Regions from separate parts of the Mus musculus genome. Here regions 1, 3 and 4 are each linked to region 2. The links are chromatin contacts, called in public Hi-C, HiCAR-type and promoter capture Hi-C maps. All regions are on one chromosome and are shown on one strand. Each heading gives the region's core, a stretch centred on a gene start, on an enhancer-like site or on the middle of the called end of the contact. The rest is flanking DNA. Distances are from core to core; before and after follow the strand shown.

Region 1 (4,722 bases), core at 455-2,954, 2.2 Mb after region 2:
CAGGCTTCCAAAAAAAAAAAAAAAGCCCACAGGATTATTTAAGCAACACAGCCACAAGCCACCTCTCTCCACACATTGCTCAGAAAAGGGAAGAAATCCGTGCCCATCCCCCACGGTCATCTTGTCAGTCATTCTTTCCCCCTCCCCTGTGGAAAAAGCCTGTGACATAGCTCCTGGGGTAAACAAAGACTCTGGGCACCACCATGTGGTTCTCCCATTTTCTACTTCAAAACCAAGGCATGCCGAGAGGAGACAGAAATGTTTCTCACCGAGTGTTACCCTGAAACTGAGCGAGAGGTAAATGGGGCAACCTAGCTCCCTTAATGCAGAGAGCCTGAGTCTCTAGCACTAGTCAAAATCATTTAAGATTTTAAGATGCAGTTTCCTTGATAATCCTAATGATCTGTCAGGTATTTTGTTTTTTGGTTTTTGTTTTTTTTTTTTTTTTTCAAATGAGGCATGAGCTTTGGGGAAAAGGGGTCACCAAAGGGTTTCCTTCTGCTGCCCTCTGCTTCCATTTCTGGGAAGCCTCTTACTAACTGGGTCATTTTCTACCACGGAGGAAAAAAGAACAGGACACTGGCAATATCTGTCGCCTGGCTCTGCCGTTCTAGAGAGAGCACAGGGCAGAGCGCTTGTGGCTGGTCATCTTCTATGTGGTGACAGACCTGTCTTTCATATTTCTAGTCCGTTGCCAAGCTTCTAAATGAGCTCCTGGATTTAAATGGGCCACACATTGTTCTCTCTCTAATCCAGTGCAATTACGAAAGCAGTTTTTAGATATCAATGTATAATGTAATCAATGTAATGAACACACATGTTTTTAAATGAAATAACCAGACATTTTAAACAGGCTTATTAAGATGCGTCTATACCCACATGCTAGAACTTCCTGTTGGAAACTGTAGCTTTCAATTGGCTAAAAGGATTAATAATTATTGTGCTCTGTCCCCTATGCACCACATATAAGAATCACCTATTATATCCAAATGATCTTATCAGCCCACTAATGATCTGATTATAGCCACACAGATAACCTTCATTTTGCAAATCCTAGTGACATTAAAATAATCACAGAAACATGCAAGAAAATAAGTGTGTTTCTAGGGTATACTGCTTCATCTATTGAGCTACGAACGGTTTCAGAATTTGTCTTCGAAACACTGAAAAAATGATCAAAGTATCAAAGAGTCACCTCCGTAGTATGGTAGGTTCATCTAGATAACGGAAGAAAGCAAAATAAGTGTCAAACACACACACCCAGAACATTTGCATAATTTATCTCAGGACCCAAACGTTCCACAGCCAAGTAACCCCTCACAAGCGGCAGGCTCCTCTGACTGCCAAGCTCGAGTAACTACAGGCTGGATCTGACCTCTGCCTATGAACACCAGTAAGCCAGCAGAGAAACATTCCCCAAGCTTCGACAGGCCACACCCAGAAATAAGCACCAGTTATTTTTAAAGTTAGCACAAACAAAATAGTACCTGCTCTTCGGCCCTTTGGCTTCTCAGCGTTGATAAATATTTCCGAATAGAGTGGAGAGGATACTTTTTCAAGTAAGAAAATCCGGACGGAGGCAATAAGTTCTCCATACTGAGGGGAAACCCGAGGGTCCTTGTCTGCCCCTCCCTGACAGCGACCAAATGCGACCTAGACACTTAGTCTCTGCTGCCTAGCCGCTCCTTTGAAGTGCCACCACTTTGCTGCAAACCGAGCAGGTGTCAATCTTATAGCTCCCCCTTTGAGTGGAAGTTCCTAGAGACAGCTGAGGGAGGCGGGTCATCTAGAAACCTCCAGAACTGCAATGCCCAGGAGCCAGAGGCAGGAAGAAGTTCAGGGCTGGCCCGAAGAATGTAAACAGCCCAGCGATAGCGATATGACTGACTGTCCTATTTTGAGCAGCAAGGCTCTGTTGCAAGCGATGTTAATATTAGCTAGCGGGTGACTTTCCATACCCACGGACTCTCGTGAGGTTTAATTTTAATTCTTCCGACAGTATTTCTGGTGATTCTTTCTTTCTTTCTTTCTTTCTTTCTTTCTTTCTTTCTTTCTTTCTTTCTTTCTTTCTTTCTTTCTAAGAGGGCATGACATGAGGTTTTCCCAGTTTCCTTTGAGCTTTCTTGTCATTACCAACACACACTAACAACCTTCAACTGAGCCTCCGCTCAAAAGTGTCAATTCATTTCAGCCTTGAGAAACGCTGTTTTAGAGTTCTTATTTTATTATTTTTATTCATCTCTCATATGTTACATCCTGACCACAGTTTCTCCTCTCCTCCCAGCTCCTCCACCCACACATTCCTCCTCCCCACTCCCCAGGAGGAGGAAAAGGGTCCCACACATAGGCAAAAGAGTCTGGGACAGACCCAGCTCTCAATGTTAGCATTTCCACATGAACCCGGAGCTACTCAGCCATAACATACATGCAGAGGACTTGGGGCAGACCCCTGCAGGCTTCCTGGTCTCTGCAAGTTCCCATGAGTGTATTGATTCTGTGGACCCTGTTAGAAGACTAGCACTGTTTGAAAACTAAGCAAATCACACACACACACACACACACTCACACACAGACACCACCCCTTCATGGACATTATGGGGTTGGCCAGCTCTGTGGACATTCATTGAGTTCTGTGGTGCATTGTGCTACGTGCCAGTAACCAGACACTTTGCATTTATTGGGCAATGGCTGCAAACAGATTCTTTTCTGAGTTAAAAGGCTTCTTGCCTTGAATCCTTATCGCAAAGCCACAGGCTGAACTCAGAACCATTAAATTTCCCCGAGGCTTTCTCCTGAGTATCTGTGAGAGGAACTGTTACAAGCACACTTCTAACTACTATAAAAAGGATTCATGCCTTCAAAAGAGGAAAAAGGGGTGGTGGGGGCAGGGGGGTAAAGAAGAACACAACAAGAGATCTGTTGTGTTAAAGGATATGAAATTATACATTTGAAAGTTCATTTTCTTTGGGATCTATAGAGGTCACAGGGTTTGTCGTCTAAGTCCTGAGCCACACTTCTACCCCCACTCCACCCCAACTGTGTGTGCATGTATGTGTGTGTGTATGTGTGCATGTGCGCGTGCACACATACACACACACACACACACACACACACATGCATATTTATACTAGTGTACATACCCATGCTGTCCCATAAGGCTAGAGGACTAATGTCCTGCTCTAAGGCTTTCTGCCTTATTCCCTTGAGATGGCTCCTCTCAGTGAACCTGGAGCTAACTGGGCAAGCCAGCAAGTCCCAGCCATCTTCTTGAATCTGCTCACCACAGGGCTGTAGTTACAGGAACAAGCAGCCATGCCAGGCTCCTCCGCATGCAGGTGCTAGGGATTCAAATTCTGATCCCTCTTCTGGTACAGCAAATGCTCTCACCCACTGAGCCATCCCCCAGCCTCCCGCCTTTGTTCTTTCCTGGCCTTTTAAGCCTTTCAGTAGCTCACACCATTTCAGCAAGGGACCATTGTGTGGGAACTAAGGTGGACAAACCATGTAGCTCAGAGGTGTGCTTCAAGGAGAAAAGCTAGTCTCTCTCCCCTCCAGTGAGAGAAGAGGTTGAGAGGAAATAGGAGTAGGCAAAGCTCCTGTCATAGACTTGTGACAGGACCTAGCACTCCTGGGTGGGGCACTTGCCTTCAGGGAACATACCTGATAGCCTGAAGCAGCGTATGCCACCCAGGGAGACCATCTGTCAGGCTGGCACGGGGCCCATGAGCAAGGTGATTTTCCAGACTCATCAGGGCCTGGAGGCAATTCCAAGAAGTTCTTTCCTTCTGCTGGGAATGAGTCCCCAGAGGCCCCACTCTCCTGCTTCCTCTCTAGGTTCACCATTGTATGCTTACAGAAGCTCTGGGTGTCTTCCTCTATGTCTGGAGACTAGACCACAGGCTCTAATGAGGGGAGGGGAGAAGCAGCGTGCTCTTTGCCACTTCATGACCCAGAAAAGCAATCCGTTTGCCAGCCCAGACGCCCAGACCATCCTAAAGCCCGAGAAAGAGAAAAGGCCCCAGGGATAATAGGGACAAGTTCTGTTCACGTTCATTGAGGGATCCACAAGCTGCCTCCTTTGCAGCTCCTCTTAGACTATTTGAACTTTTATGCTTTGATTGTGGGCAGAAGCCCACAGCCTGCTCAGCATGGCTTCTGATCAAAACCTCTCCCCAACGATGGGCACAAAGCAGACTTCATTGTAGACCAGATGGTTTGTTCTGTGGTCACCTTTTCCAGGTCTAAGGAGGGCAATGAAAAAAGAGAAGAGAAGGGAGGAGAGAGAAGAAAAAAACCCTGCACCAAACAAATGTCTGTTCTATTATAACACAGAGCAGAAAATATAAAATAGACATTGAGGAGCTTCATGGTAAAGCAGGGCCCTGGGCACAGTTCCCAGTGCTGGGAGTGGGGGAAGGAAATAAATAAGTAAATGGGTGAAACAAATGTAACCAAGAATCCTTTAGGTATTTAAGTAATAACGAGTATAAATCATAGGGAACAATGTATTTGGCCTTTGTACTTAACACTAAATTATTTGTTCTGTGTCAGTGTAATTCTCTGGGCCTAAAAGGAAGGTCCAAAGAAGATTAAAAAAAAAAAATGTTGTAAGTCCACACAGCTACAAAGCAAAGGGGAAGGGCTTTTAACCAGATCAGCCTTCCCCCTGAGCCTCCCTGGCCAACCAGTACACTGTTCAGCCTCTTAACCCACACCCAGAAA
Region 2 (4,787 bases), core at 502-3,001:
AATTCTTTCCACTCATTTTCATCCTATGGAAGAAACAACACCTGATTAGTTTTTGGTAAGCCCACTTCAGACTAAAAGGCATCAAGGGCCAACGGGATTCCCCAAACTGGTAAAGGTACCCGCGAAACATCGAATTAATTAATTAGAGATCTTGGTAAACAGATTCCAGACTCGGAAAAATTCCATCAGTGGTCGCCAGGATTCTTGAGTCGGTCTAAGAATCGGCGGCAGTCAACACCGAGAACCAGAGAGTCTAACTCTCCAGGCCCACGTGGTGGGAAGAGAGAATTTACCCCGGCCTCTAACCTCTCCGCACACGTACACAGGAGTGCGCGCACACAAATAAGCAAATAAATGTGATCTTTAAAAAAAACAAAAAACAACAACAACAACAACAACAAAAAAAAAACAAAATTGCAGACAGTGACACAGACCTTTAATCCCAGTACTCCAGAGACAGAGGCCGGAGGCTCTTTGTGAACTGGAGGCCAACCAGAGCTACACCGTGAGACCTTGTCTCAAAAATTGGGGCTAGTGGCCGGACGGTAAAGTTTAGCCCGTTCCTGCAAGATCCGGAGACGTGCCTAATTCCCAAACGCCCTCTCTGCCGCCGCTTTTACTTAAACCCAAGCCCAGGGCGAGCTGAGCGGCGGAGAGAAGGCGACAGAAATTCCACAACTCAATTCCCAGCCCTGCGTGGCCGTGGTTGGGAGAGTAAGCCACGCTGGCCCGGGCGGCACAGAGGAGCCTCGGAACACCTTAAGAACATGAAATCCGGCCCCAGCGGGGCTCAAGCGGGACCACGAGGACTCGGGCACACGTCACCCGGGGACCGGCCCAACCCCCGTGGCCCAGAGGGCGCGGCGCGCAGAGGGCCGCGGACGGGGGCGGCCAGACGAGCCCCGGGGGCCGAGGACCGCGAGCCCGCCCGCCCGCCGGGCCGACGTGCGAAGCCCGAGTCACGTGGCCTCCCGGGCCGGCGGGGGCGGGCACATGCGGCCGGCCGCCGGCCTCCCGACCCTCACCTTCGTTATGGCCTTGCCGGCGGGGCCCGCGCTCCCGCCGTCTCCGGACCTCGAGCTCCCGCCGTCTCCGGACCTAGCACCAGAGCCCGAGCTCCCGCCGTCGCCCGACCTGGAGCCGGAGCCCAAGCTCCCGCCGTCGCCCGACCTGGCACCGGAGCCCAGGCTCCCGCCATCGCCCGGCCTGGAGCCCGCCGCCGCGCTGCTCCCGCCCGCGCCGCTCGCCGCGTTGGCCGCGCGACTGCTCCGTTCCTTCTTCTTCTTCTTGTCCCTCTTGGCGAAGAAGTTGTCCAGGCTCCGCTCCTCGGTCTCGGCCATGGCCGCGGTCCGGATGGGTGGGGCCGGCGGAGGGCGCGGCGCTCGCGGCTCCGAGCTCTGGGTCAAGGCCGGCTGTGCGCTCAGGCTGCAGGGTGCGGCGTCGCCTCAGCCCCGCGGGGTCGCCGAGGCGCGGGCGGCAGGGCGGCCGGCTCCCCCCGTGCTCTGGTGGTACGTTCCTCGCTGGGAACCGCGAGCGTGGAGCAGGGTCGCGCCCGCCCCGCTGCCTGAGGGACAAGGAAGGCGCGCACCGGCGAGCGCTCGGCTAACGACGGCGCGTGCGGGAGGAAGACGCGCGGGCCTGAGGAGGGGGAGAGGGGACGGGGAGGGGAGGGAGGGGAGGAGGGAGGGCGGGCCACCAGCAGAGAGAGGCAGCGCCGCGCCTGCGCGCTCGGTTCCGCCCGCCGCTGTGGGCGCGCCGAGGGGGGCGGGCGGCGGGATGAGAAGGGGGCGGGTCTTCCGGGAGAGCCAATCAGATGCCCGGACGGAGCGCTTAGGTGACAATCCGTTCCTTCTACGGGGCGGTGCCCTGTATGGGGGCGGGGAGAAAGCGGGTGTAGGCAAAGAGAGTGACGTCCCTAGTGACTCCTGCCTCCGATTGGCCAGGGAATTTGCCTTGAGGGCGGGCATTTAGAGGGTTGGTGACTTGGCTGAAGAAGACCAGCCGGAGGGGGCGGGTGTGCCTTGGTTGCGCGCATGCGCAGGGTACACGTGCGTCTGCTCGCCAGGACTGTGGCCTGGTAGGCGTTTGAACTTTCAGGAAAAGGAAAGAGACCATGTTAAGCCAGCTATGTTCAAGCTTGGTCCTCCTGCCCTGCTTTTCTGTACTCGCACCCTCTCTGGTCGGGCACCTATTACTTTTCTTCTGAATGGAATGCTTTTGATGAGGAGCGCTGGATTAGTATTCGTGGTTCCATTTACGGAAGGATCTTAAATAAGCCAGTGCATGAAAGGAAGGGAACTGATTTTGACTAGCTGTGTCTACCAGGGTCAGGCTAAATAAATCTGACCCTCTAACGCTAGCTCTTGTGAGATGGAGAATGGCTGGGAATGTGATTTTGGTGGTAGCGTGCGACAGGCGCATGTCAGCGCAGAGTCTGTCCACAGAATCACAAAAAGAAAACACACAAAACCCCTCCTTTTCCTGGGTCTTCACCCTATTGGCACATACTATGTGAATACTTGATCCCCGAAACATCTGCAGCCCAGAAAGCTTTTTGTTTGCTTGGGGGAGATTGCTTTGTTTTGGGACCGGGTCTCACCTACCCCAGGCTGCTTTGAACGCCATACATAGAAAAGATAATGTGTTTCTGACCTTCCAGCCTCCACCATCCCAAGTGCTGAGAATTCAGGCATGCACTTTTGTGCCTATGTTAGCGATACTAGGGGTTTCCATTCTTGCTAGAGAGGCTCTCTACCAGCTAAAGAATGAATGACCCAATACAGATGTTGGAGTTTCCTTGTTTTTAGTTACACAATTGCACCTAGAATTGCTCCTGCTCTGACTTGAGTTTGAGTGATTGCTACAGTTTAACTTTGGCTCCTATGCTGGATCTTAGGACAGAGAAGGGGATAAAAAATATCCTTGTTTCCACCTGACTTGACTTTGGGGCCTTGGAGAATCAAATGTGTGTTTCTCTATGAGACGTGTGGTCTGGGTATGCATTAAACTTCTGCTTCCTCTAAAGGGTAGAGGAGAAAGCTGTGACAACCACTGAGGAAATGGCTAAGTCCTATGTCTGTAGCCTTGGGGGAAAGATAGGACCCAGCTAGTAAATGGAGGGATGTCTTTCCACACCTGTTCCCTCCTGTCTTTCCTTACAAGTCCTTCCCTAGTTGTGGCTATTGAAGACCTACATTCTGAACATATCGATGGATAAATGAAGGCTCTATGGCTGTAGCCAACAATAAGAAGACCTTTCTTTTGTTTTGTTTTTTGAGACAGGTTTCACTATGTAGTCCTGGCTGCCTTGGAACTGGCTCTGAAGACGGAGATGACCTCAAACTCAGAGATTCACCTGCCTGGGCCTCCTAAGTGCTGAAATTGAAGGTGTGCGCCACCACACCTGGCTAATAAGCAGACATATTTGTTCTCTTCCCCCAGCCCAGGATGGTTCCTAGGTGACTTCCTTTTGTGACACCACATATCTTCCTGTGGTATTGTCCAAGTTCAGCACTGCCCAGTGCCACCAGCTTTGCTTAACATCTCTTAGCAAACTTTCTTTTTACCTTCCTTGTCTTCTTTCCTCTTTCCTTCTTTTTCTGCCCTTTCCTGCTCCCCACCCCCCTCATTTTAAGACAGTGTCTAAAGTATCCTAAATTAACCTTGAACACAGAGCCAAGGATGGTCTTGAATCTCCACTTCCAATTCTCTCTCTCTTTCTCCTTTCTCTCTCATTTTGTTTCTGTTTCCTTTCATTTGTTTTTAGGATAGAGTCACCCTGTGTAGCCCTGTCTGGCCTTGAACTCAGAGATCTTCCTGCCTTTGCCTCCCTCTGCTGAGGTTAAATCCCACCACTGTCTACAAAGCTGTTTCCTGTATCCTGCAACTATTTTATCAGTTGAACACCCCACCCATTTTTCTCCTTTCCAAAAAGATGTATTTATCTTTATTTTATGTGCATGCATCAGTACATGGATGTGACTGTACATCTGAACCCCTAAGCCTGGATTTACTGTGAGCCACTTGATATGGGAGCGGGGAGCTGAACACAAGCCTCTGGCAGAGCGGTAAGTACTTCTCATCACCGAGTCCTCTCTCCAGCTGGCTCTCTCTCTTCCTTAAACAAGGTCTTCCTGTGTAGCCCAGGAGGGCCGAGTGATAGATAACACTCCTGTCTCTGTCTCCAAAAGTGTTGAGGTTCTAGGCCTACACTGCCAAACGTGGTTTGCTGTTGTTTCTCATTGCTGGTGGTCTAGGTGAATGCAGGTGTGGTACACAAGCACCTGTGTGTTCATGATCGCCTTGGAGGCCAGTGGACAACCTTAGGTGTCCAGGCCTCAAGTGCCGTCTACATTTTCTGTTTGTTTGTGTATATATGCATGTGATCCCAAATGACATGGTGTATATGTCGAGGTCAGAGGGCAATTTGCAGGCAGTAAGTACCTGTATCCACACAGCCATTTTGCCACTCCACCTTTTTTTTTTTTTTTTTTTTTTTTTTTTGATGGACATAGTTTCTCACTGGGGTGCACTTGGAGTGCACTAATTCAGCTAGGCTGGCTGGTCAGTGATCACTAGGGATCCCCCTGTCTCTGCCTCCCCAGAACTAGGGTTACTAGGACCCCTGTAACCTGCCAGGAGGAGGGTAGCCAGGGAGGCTTAAAAAGAGCAGCTCGAGAGAATAGCTGCCATTGGTTTCTGGGCATTAGAGTCAAAGAGCAAGGGACCCGTTTCATGCTGCAGAGACTAACTACAGGTGACCCAGCCGCAAAGACACTACTCTCTGT
Region 3 (4,796 bases), core at 818-3,317, 2.7 Mb before region 2:
AGAGAACTGCTGCTGTTTACATCTTACAGCCGAGGAAGCAGGCGCTGGGATTTGCCTGAAGTTACATTCCTGTTCAGAACCGTCTAGGTTCACAGGTCACAGTGCAGTCCCCAAACCTGCTAAAATTACAGAGTTATTAAGATATTAGGGTAAGAGAGGAATTATTTTTAAGTGTTGAGCTGGATGGAGCTACCTGAAAAGTAGCTGGAAGTACGGTATCTTCCTTCAGGAACAACTGGGAACCGACAAGTAATTTGGGGACTTTTAAAGAGCAACAACGCAGAAAAGGAGCAGAGAACTCAGGGTTGGACTGTAGGATCTAAAACACAAAAATCAAAACAAAACAAAACCCAGAGCTAGCAACTCAATCAGAAGACTAGGGAACAATGTAGGTACAGATTCAAAGGCAGCTTAAAATGTTTTCAAGGGTGGGTGGGGCCTGGTGAAGGACATGACTGCCCCTGGTCCCCTCATTCTCCTTGGATAAGTCTCATTGTCTCTCTCCAAATCCTTCTGCCTTAGCCTCCCAAGGCTGTGGCTAGAGCACCCACAGTGATTCTCTTCAGACATGTGCCTGGGTAAGGAACATTGTGATAGTACAGCAAGTTGAGGGAGTTAACAGCCTTGATTGTTTTTAAAGATAAATGGAAACTAAAAAAAAAAAACAAAACAAAAAACAAAACAAAACAGAAAGCACCTAGAAGATAAAATACTGAAGCTATTCTAGAAAAAAAAAAGGCAATGGCATTCAGGCAGGGCTGGACTGGGGAGAGAAGGGAATGGGGGATGGTTAAACTAGGTGAGATTTTTTTGAGATCACGACTACAAACATGTTGATAGAATATCAGCTCTTTATCAGAGTCCCACACATTCGATAGATTAAATTACATATGACTATGGCTTGGAGCCCGCACCGTCTTTTAACAAGGCAAGCTAAAAACAGGCTCTGCAGAGAACACAATAGGAAGTCAATCAGAGGCTAGTAAACGAGATACTTTGCTGAAAGGACTGTCACGAATTCATACCAAAGTTCCTCCAGTGATGTGGAACGCACTTTGCAACCTTTGGGATACATTCCAGAGACAATTGAGGTACTAGCTAGCTAGCCAGCCCTCAAGACTATAAACAAGTTTAACGTTTCTAAGGAGATATTGAAAATGCAGCTGCCTCTGCCAATAAAAAAAAATTGAGTCAGCAATGAGGCTGATGACCTACAAGACCAAGAATTCACTTTTGTAGTGCGGAGTTAATAAGCAGGCGGAAGGTTAGGAGAGCCTTGGTCAAGGACAGCTTAGGTAGAGAGCAGCAGGGAAGGAAGGGGTCAAGATCTACGCCTGGCTATTTCCCTTTCGGCTAGGCTCCATTATTCGCACGTCCATTTGAGAACCACAGAAAGCAGTCCTAGGCTGTGGGAGAATCTGATTGCTCGCAGAGTCTATCTTCACCGTGTAGCTTCTCCTTTCTCACTAACTAGCCAATGCTGCCGCCTTATGCAAAGCTTGCACCTCGGCGAGAACCTGCTTTACAGAGGCAGGACGACGCCAATCGGCCTGGAGCGGTCACTGTTTCCTTTTAGCTCCGCGGCAGGCAGGGGGTTCGTCCCAGTGCTCGAAACCTTTTCAACCTCGTTCTGAAAAAGCGCCTCATCAATAATAATAAACCGCGCGTTCAATTCTAGCTTGGAGACTCCCGCTAACCGGGGAGGGAGCAGGGCTCGGGGGCGCGTTGGCACGGCTCACCCCGATAACGGGCGGGTGTGGGCGGCTGGCAGCCTCAGGGCGGGAGCGGAGCGCGGCCCCCGCCGGGGAGGGGCCTCGGCGGAAGAGCCGGGGGCGGACTTCTTCCAGGCTCTTGGAGAAGCTCTAAAAATGGCGGGCGGCAACCCAGCGAGCGGGTCGCGCAGGCGCCGCGGAGTCCGTCCTTCCGCTCGCCTGGGGCGGCCCAGGAGCTGTCCACAGCGCCCTCGTCCAGACGTCTCCGCGGCTCGCCATTGGCCGAGCGGAGCAGGAGCCTCGCAGAGGGGGGCGGTGCAGCCACGCAAAAGGCCACGTTTCCCGCGCCGCTGCTGCGCGTGCGCGCCCCCCGGAGGCGAGCGATGGCGCGCGGCCCCGTCCGAGGGCCCCTGCTCGCGCCTCAGCTCCCTCCCCTTTCCGGGCAGGCCCGTCCTGTCAGCGGAGCAGTGAGCAGCGCGGCCAGCAGAGGGCGGTCGGGACCCGAGTCTGCAGCGGCGCCATTGGCGTGTGGAAAATGCCACCAGATGGCGGGTTAGGATTGCAGCTCCGTTGAAGGCGCGGCCCCCGCTCCCGAACCCCCGGCGACCACCCCGTAACCACCCCCCCACCTCGGGAATAACACACCGGAGACTTTTGGGGGGAAACTAGGTCGACGGCCGACAGCGCCCGGATGGGCAGCTGAGGTGAGCGCGGGCGGCGGCGGCGGCGGCGGGGGGCGGGAAAGGGGGAAATGCGGCGGCGGCGGCGGCAGCGGCGCGGGGGCTGGAAGCGCCGATCCAAGATGGAGGCCGGGCGAGAGCTTGGGAGCGCGAGCGGCGAGCGGCGGGCGGGCGGGCGGGCCGGCGCGGGCCCCGCGCGGGGGAGGGAGGCCGCGCGGGCCTGTGCGCGGCGCGGCGCGGCGGCTGCAGGCGGGCGGCCGAGCGTCCGGGACCCGCTGTGGGCGCGGCGGGCGCTCCGCTTCCCTCCACCCCTCCCCGCGGGCCGCGAAAACGGTGCCCCCGCCCGCCCGGGCTCCGCGGCGGTAGCGCGGAAGCCTTTGTGGCGCGCTCGGGCCCGCCGCCAAGCCCGCCCTCCGCCCCCCCGCCCGGGCTCTCGGGACTCGCCCGCGCCCGGGCCAGCCTAGGCGGGCTGGCGCGAACGCCTTCCGCCGCCCTGCGTTTCTGCGGTGCTTTGGCGGCGGCGGCGTCACATGACAAGGAGCTCGCTTCTGTCGAGGGTCCTGGGGGTCGCTCAGCCCAGACTGCTGTCCCAGGCCCCTGCTTTGCTGGGGTGGGGTAGGGCTGAGGACCTGGGCCGACGGGACGTCGCAGTCCTGGCTTTCCCGCTATCCGCCGTCCGAGCTCCGGGTGAAACGTGTCCAGGCCGGAGCACTGCCCCGCTAGTTTCCCAATCCCCCGGGAGATGAGGCCAATAAAAGTTGTTTTTCCTCTTCCCTGAAGGTGGGGGGCGGGATGAAGAGCTGGGAAACCCGAGTGCTGGGAGCTGGACTTGGAGGGGTCCGAACCGAGTGCTGTTTGTGTGTAGTAGGGACCACAACATTTTCTGGTTTTCGGATTGTCACGTCACCCGCTTCTGTCTACGTTAGGATTGTTACTGATTCTTTCCACATTGCAGACAGTCGTGTCCTGGGAGTGTTAAGCTCTGGGGTGGTTTTGGAGCCCTATAGACCCCAAATAGTGCAGTTTGTGGTAGCGAGTTATTTGCTGTTGAAGTTGGTGTTAACATGAGGGGCATGTTTATTCTCTTCTGGTTGTGCTTAGAGACAGCTATATTTTACATCTAGCAAAAGTAGTGTTTGTGAAAGTACCAAAATCCGCATAAAGTTGTACGATGTGTAACTTAATGGAATTTGTAACTTTACCTTTAGGTTTCCCAGTGGGTTTTTTTTTTTTTTCATATATAGATAGCAAATTCTGATGGTGAAGCTCTTATGGAAATGTACAGAACAGTGGGAGTTCTTGTATGATGGGTGATGGTCTTATAATGTATATAAATCGAGGCTAACAATTAGAAATACTGAAAGAACAAGGAATGATATTTCATTGTTTTTAATTATGGGGAATGTAACACTTTTTTTTTTTACCCGAATAAACTTCTAAGAGAAACCCCACAGGTGTTTTTTTTTTTTTTTTCTTTGCATTTTATAACTGTGCTTTGGAGTTCTGCATATTGTTCTATGCTTGTAATTCTGTTTACTGAGAAGGCAGAGGCAAGGGGAATCATACGTTGAAATTAGCATGGACGTTTTATGAGATACTGCCTTTAAAACAAAACAAATAGAGGTCTAGTATTGTCGTTTCTGAAGAGATTAATACAATCACTGTGTGCTTGTCCCCTCCACAACCAACATGATCTCGTTGTGTAGCCCAGGCTGGCCTTGAAATCACTATGTACACAGTCTAAGGTGGCAGTTCTTTTCTTCAGCTTATGGAGATCTGAGATTATAGGTGGGTGCCAGGCCAGCCAATTACTGAATGGCTCTTTTGTGTTTTGTTTTGTTTTTTTCTTCAGAAAGGATCTTGGTATGTAGTTCAAGATGGCCTTGAATTTATAGCGATTCTTCTGTTTCATACTTTCAAATGCTGGGATTACTGCCACTCTTGGCTTTGAAAGGTTCTTTTAAAAACTCAAGCTGTGTTGCAGGGACGAGTGAGAACCTTGAACTGAACTTTGAGACATCTCCTAGGTTTGAGGTCTTGGTTTTACTTTTTAACTATTTAAATCTTACCTTCCTCATTTCTAAAGTTGAGGTAAGCCAATGGTTCTTTTACACATTGAAAACCTTTTTTAGCTAAAACTTAAAAATTTCTAGTTATAATCTGTTTTCCTTGCTTGATTATAGATGGATAGATATATCTTAATAATCTCAGTGCTATGGGAGACTTATGTGTCTTTGTTAGCTTTTGGCCAAAATCTGTAATTATTATTATATTTATTTATTTTTGACATATGGTCTTAATAGGCAGCAGTTTACAAAATGGCTACTATAGGAATCAGTGTCTCTGACTTCTGTCTCTAATTCCTGTAGATTTTAAGATCTCTTTCAGAAGTTAACCTGATTAT
Region 4 (4,800 bases), core at 1,823-4,322, 2.1 Mb before region 2:
AAAATGGGTAAATTCCCAAGGGAGTGCCACCATTTGTGTAAACAAGATAACTATCAAAAAAAAAAAAAGTTCAGAATAGTAAACAAAACTATTAGCAATGGTTATCTACTCAGAAGGCATGGGGAAAATGTTGACTGGAATAAAATATGTTGTTGTTGAATACACCTGGAGAAGGGCCTGTTTTAAGAAGTACTGTTTTAAGTTCCTTGTGTGGGCTCTGGTGAGTAGGCTGGACTGAGAAGTCAGTAGCAGACAGCCTCTGCTTACTTCCCTACTTCTATCATTCTGCCTCCCTAATCTTTCAAGTTCCAACCACACTAGCTTCTGGGTTCCTGGGGACTGGGGGGGGGGGCTATTCTTTGTCATCTTAGGGTCCCCTAAGCTTTAATTACCAATCCCATGTTTATCCTTCTGATTCTGTCTCTCATGTTCTTTTCCCAACGGAAGAACACTCCTCAGTTTCTGGACTAGGTCAAGATTAACATTTTAGGTACTCAGGAAACCTGTACTTCTCCTCTCAGAATTTAGCACTGCTGTAATGACATAACTGTGTAATTACATATGTTCACACCAATTACCTCTTTAGATGATAAAAACAGAAGTGCAGAGATCAAATCAGTTGCTTTTACCTTTGTATTCCAAGACATGACCTACCTACCACACAGTTTGCAGAGCAGGCTGTCACACATTAAATAAATGACTTCTCTTGCCCTTAAGCTTAAGAAAGCAGAGTCAATACATAACCAAACAAGGACAATGCAGTGTCCTGGTATTAAAGCAGCCGTTCATTTACGACAATGGCTTTCAACCAGGGATAGCTTGGTCCTTCTCAGGGTATGCCCAGCAACGTCTAGAAACAGCTTTGATTGCCATTATTTATGTGTGTAGTGCTACTAACAGCTAGGATTATAAGTCAGGAGTGTGGCTAACCATCCTCTACCTACGGCACAGGATAGGCTACCATGACGAAGTATTATCTCATCTAAAATGTCAACAGCACCACATAAGAGAGATCCTGACTGAGGATGCTACTATTCAAAAGGGAGGCATCCTCCCCCTTACTTGGCGGGGTTCTGTTGTGGTTATTTTGCTGAGGTGTAAGGCAGAGCTAAGGGGATGTCAAGAAGAGCTTCAGAGACGGAAAACTTGAGTTACTTGTTGAAAGGTGACAGAGCCCTGTTCAACTGGAACTGAAATGTGTGGCTGACAAGTTTAAGTTATTACCTTCAAATAGTCTGTACTGCAGAACTGCCCAACCTTATTCCCTTCCTGCTCAAGCAAAATTTCCTCTCTCGGAGGATACGAGGTTTTAGCAGAACCTTAAGGCCAGATTACCTAGACCAAGATAAAGCCAGATAGTCACTGTGTAAAATGCTAAGCTACTTTTTAATATATGCAAATCATATGTGTGAATGTTAAAGCATTAGCTGCCTACTATTCAGGTTGTTGGTGTTTAAAGCTATCATTGAATCCAACCACATGGGCCTTGGGATAGACTTTTCCAGTGTGTGTGTGTGTGTGTGTGTGTGTGTGTGTGTGTGTATAAACAAAACAAAAATCAAACAAACAAACCCCCAAAGAACCGCAAAACTTTGTATTCCTGACCTGAGCTTTCCAGGCTGTGTAAAAGATCCATTTTTCCCCTCTCACGAGTATCTCATGCCATAAGTTTTGTCAGAAGTGGTGAGACAGCCTTTTGAATGCAATAAACGTGAATAAATTGCATGCAAATCAGGAGCCGTCTACAGATTTTTAAGAACGCTTTCAGTAATCGTCATGGAGACCAGTGAAAGAAACTGAGATAATTTTTAACGATGCCAAGGAAAGCCCTGTGTTTACTACAACACGAGCCTGCTGCCTGCTTAGCTGGACGCCCATGCTCTGACCTAGTATGGCAATTCTTAGGGTCCCTGTGCTTGATGCTCTGTTTACAAGAAACTGAGGCCAGACACTAAGGAAGAACAAAGAAAAATGCCTGGCACCAAAGAGGCGGGGGACGTTTTGTACATAACTGAAGATCCGTGGAGGAACTCTTTTCCAATTTTGAAAGGCACTACAAATCATCCTCTCCGCTTACGTGTTCAAGCATTTATTCTATGTTCTTAAACTATTTTCTACAAAGAAAATACCTTATAATTTACAAACAGCAATTTGTCCTCCCCCCTCTGCATCTGCAGACCATCAAGCGGGATAAAATTTCCCTAGGCTTTATCAGAGTGGGAGGAATGGAAATAATGTGAGCACAACACAGTTCCGATGCAACATCAACTCCAAGCCGGGCCAGCTGGTTTCCATCGAGCGGTCCCCAAGGAGAACGCCCCTCAAGCCTGCAGCCCGGCCGGCGCGACCGTGGGACCGGCTGAGGTGCTCGCAGCTCAGCCACTCGGTCGCCCGATACCTTTGTTTCAGGTGCCCCTGTGCCCAGAGTGGCTGGGATCCCGCCCGCAGCCCCGAACTGGTGACACATCCTTCTTTGGCCAAGTCGGGCCGAGGCCGGGCAGGGGGCGGGGAAGGAAAATAAAGCCTCAGCGCCTAACGACGTGACTCTCAGTTCTTCCAGAACCTTGGCATTTGCTGCCCTGCCAAGCTTTCCTGTTAACGAGTTCCCGGCCCGGGCGTCCCGCGAGGTGGGAGGCGCCGGCCATCCGGCCCCCTGGCCTCCTCCGCGGAGCTCCCGGGCCACCGTTCTCCACGGCCGCCAGCCCCGGGAGTCCTCTGGCGTGGCGTGCCTGCGCTCCACCAGGAGTCCCTTCACCGCGCGCGGCCCCTGCGGCCAGGCCAGACCCCGCCCCCGGCCCCGCCCGCCCCGGTCTCTGTGCGCCGCCCCTCGGCCTCGCCAGCCCGTGGAGGGCCGGGGGCTCCCAAGGAGAACCGGCCTAAGGCCCCGCGTCTGTGCGCCTACCTCAGTGCCCGCTGCTCCTCCTCCCGCGGCTGCCTCGGCTCGCAGGCGACGCGCACACGCCACCCCGGCTTCCCGCAGCGCGGGGTCTGGGCCGCTTACGCCGCGCGTGAGGAGCCGAGGCCTGAGCGCGCCCCGCCCAGCCGCCCAGCAGCTTAGCTGCCCGCCAGCGCCACAGCCCCGCCCACTAGCGCCACAGGCCCGCCCACCAGACACGCCCCCTCGGCCCCGGCCCCGCCCACCTGGCCGTGCTGGGTTCCTCCCACTCTCCTTCCTCCGAAAGGGGGCCCTGAGGGGCACTGCGAGAGCCGTCGCCTCGGCCGCCGCTGTGATTTACTTAGTGTAATGGAGAAGGCTATTCGCACTATTTGGGGACTGAATTTCATGTTAAGAGTATACACTTTATGATGGCCGTCATTATTTTTATTACCCTTCTTACTGTCCTCTTCGATAACTGTCCTGCTCTTCCGGGAGGCTATCCCATCTGACTACAGTCTACACTCTTACTGTGGCCCACACCAGCATGCTCCTATTCGCTCAACCCAAGTTGTGTGAATTTTGAACGAAGAGTTTATTTATTTATTTATTTTAAGCGAATTGTTAACAGAATAAAAATTGTTAAATAAACAAAGCTATGTAAAACAAATGCACAACTTAATGGAGTGTTCTGAAACATTTGCAATTTTGATTTCTTAAGCTTTGACCCTAGCTAAAATAATAAGCGAGGTTTGCTTTTACTAAAAGTGGGAAATAAATGGGCTGACTGGGCTAGGGATGTAACCCCGTTGGTATAGTAAACGAGGATAAAACCACATAAACTGGGAGAGGTAATGTATGTCTGCAAAGCTCTGCAGAGGTGGAGGAGGCTAGATAGAGAACAAGAAGTTCCAAGTGTTTGAACTTTGGTGACATTGCTGCTACTTTGAGGCCAACCTGGGCTACATGAGTACCACAGCTAAACAATAAAAATAATGCAGTTCAATTCTAAATTAAAAAGTCAATCAATCATTATGTAAGCACATAGGTAAAACAAGCAAGCCAGTCAGGGGAAGGAACAGTACGTGACATTTGGTCACGTAGAGGTGAAGAACCAGATGTAGATAAGACTTTAAAGAGCCAGGCATTAGGCAAACTGTGAGAACAGGCTCTGCGTACGTGTTTTATCTCTTCCTTTCTGTCAACATTTCTTAGCAAAACAACAGTTGCTTACAGAGTGCCTTATGTGTACATGTGAAATCATATGTGATGTGTACATACATTTAGGTATAGATGGTGCATACAAAATGTATACAATTTCACATTCTGTAGCTATGTGTAAGGTTGATTATAAGAAATATATTTTTATTTTTAAAAGAAAAATGTATATAAAATTGCCTCAAACAGGCTCTACATCCTGAGTCATTTCACCAAGTTAATCTTTTTAATAGCTAGAATGTGGTCTTCGTTGTCTTGAAAGAAGAAAAACCATCACACACCCAACTTTATACTTTCCTATTTTAAAAGTCCTTCACCATACCGCGTTGAATATCTTCTTTTGTGTCAGAACAATCCTGTGAAGAAGGAAGGGCAAGACACAAAGAAGTGACAAAGGTCACAGAACAGTTTTTGATGGTAAGGACAGGAAGTACACAGAGAATCACAGAACTTCAACACCTTACCCCCTGCCTTTACCTTTGGACTCCTGTGGGGCCTTTGCCCTCCATTTACTTACACAGTCCACTGGAATGAAAAGGACATAATCCCTCCTGGGTGTGGAGGAGCATGCCTGCAATTCTAGAAGATTAGAAGTTCAAGGCTGGCTACGGGTCATAACAAGTCAGCTAGCCTGGGCTGCATGAGAATCTGTCTCAATAAGTAGGAAGTAAATAAATAAAACCCCTGTTCCAGAAAAGGACACAATT

Evidence for each region. Promoter capture Hi-C pulls out the DNA fragments that hold promoters and counts their contacts. Hi-C and Micro-C count contacts between places; a contact is called where the count stands out from the background. HiCAR-type assays count read pairs that join an accessible place to other places.
Region 1: a promoter capture Hi-C map of liver shows a contact between it and region 2, with 2.2 times the contacts expected there. The contact joins the promoter of Atp2c1 here to the promoter of Cdv3 in region 2. A contact is called at or near these places in 2 of 39 promoter capture datasets (both in liver) and 1 of 484 Hi-C or Micro-C datasets (CD8 T cells).
Region 3: a Hi-C map of muscle stem cells shows a contact between it and region 2, with 5 times the contacts expected there. The contact joins the promoter of Stag1 here to the promoter of Cdv3 in region 2.
Region 4: a contact with region 2 is called in a HiCAR-type map of astrocytes, with 2.7 times the contacts expected there. The contact joins the promoter of Ppp2r3a here to the promoter of Cdv3 in region 2. A contact is called at or near these places in 2 of 39 promoter capture datasets (the 3T3-L1 cell line and pre-B cells) and 1 of 115 datasets of contacts at active chromatin or transcription factors (astrocytes).

Annotation. Positions count from the first base shown.
Region 1 is chr9:105,519,553-105,524,274 of GRCm38.p6, forward strand. Atp2c1 (ATPase, Ca++-sequestering) reads right to left here and starts at 1,705. Exons shown (of 27, transcript NM_001253831.1): 1 at 1,488-1,705. The coding sequence starts at 1,595.
Region 2 is chr9:103,364,029-103,368,815 of GRCm38.p6, forward strand. It overlaps Cdv3 (carnitine deficiency-associated gene expressed in ventricle 3), which reads right to left and starts at 1,752. Exons shown (of 5, transcript NM_175565.3): 1 at 1,026-1,752; 2 at 1-23. The coding sequence starts at 1,340.
Region 3 is chr9:100,641,381-100,646,176 of GRCm38.p6, forward strand. It overlaps Stag1 (stromal antigen 1), which reads left to right and starts at 2,068. Exons shown (of 34, transcript NM_009282.4): 1 at 2,068-2,416.
Region 4 is chr9:101,248,760-101,253,559 of GRCm38.p6, forward strand. Ppp2r3a (protein phosphatase 2, regulatory subunit B'', alpha) reads right to left here and starts at 3,073. Exons shown (of 14, transcript NM_001161362.3): 1 at 2,903-3,073.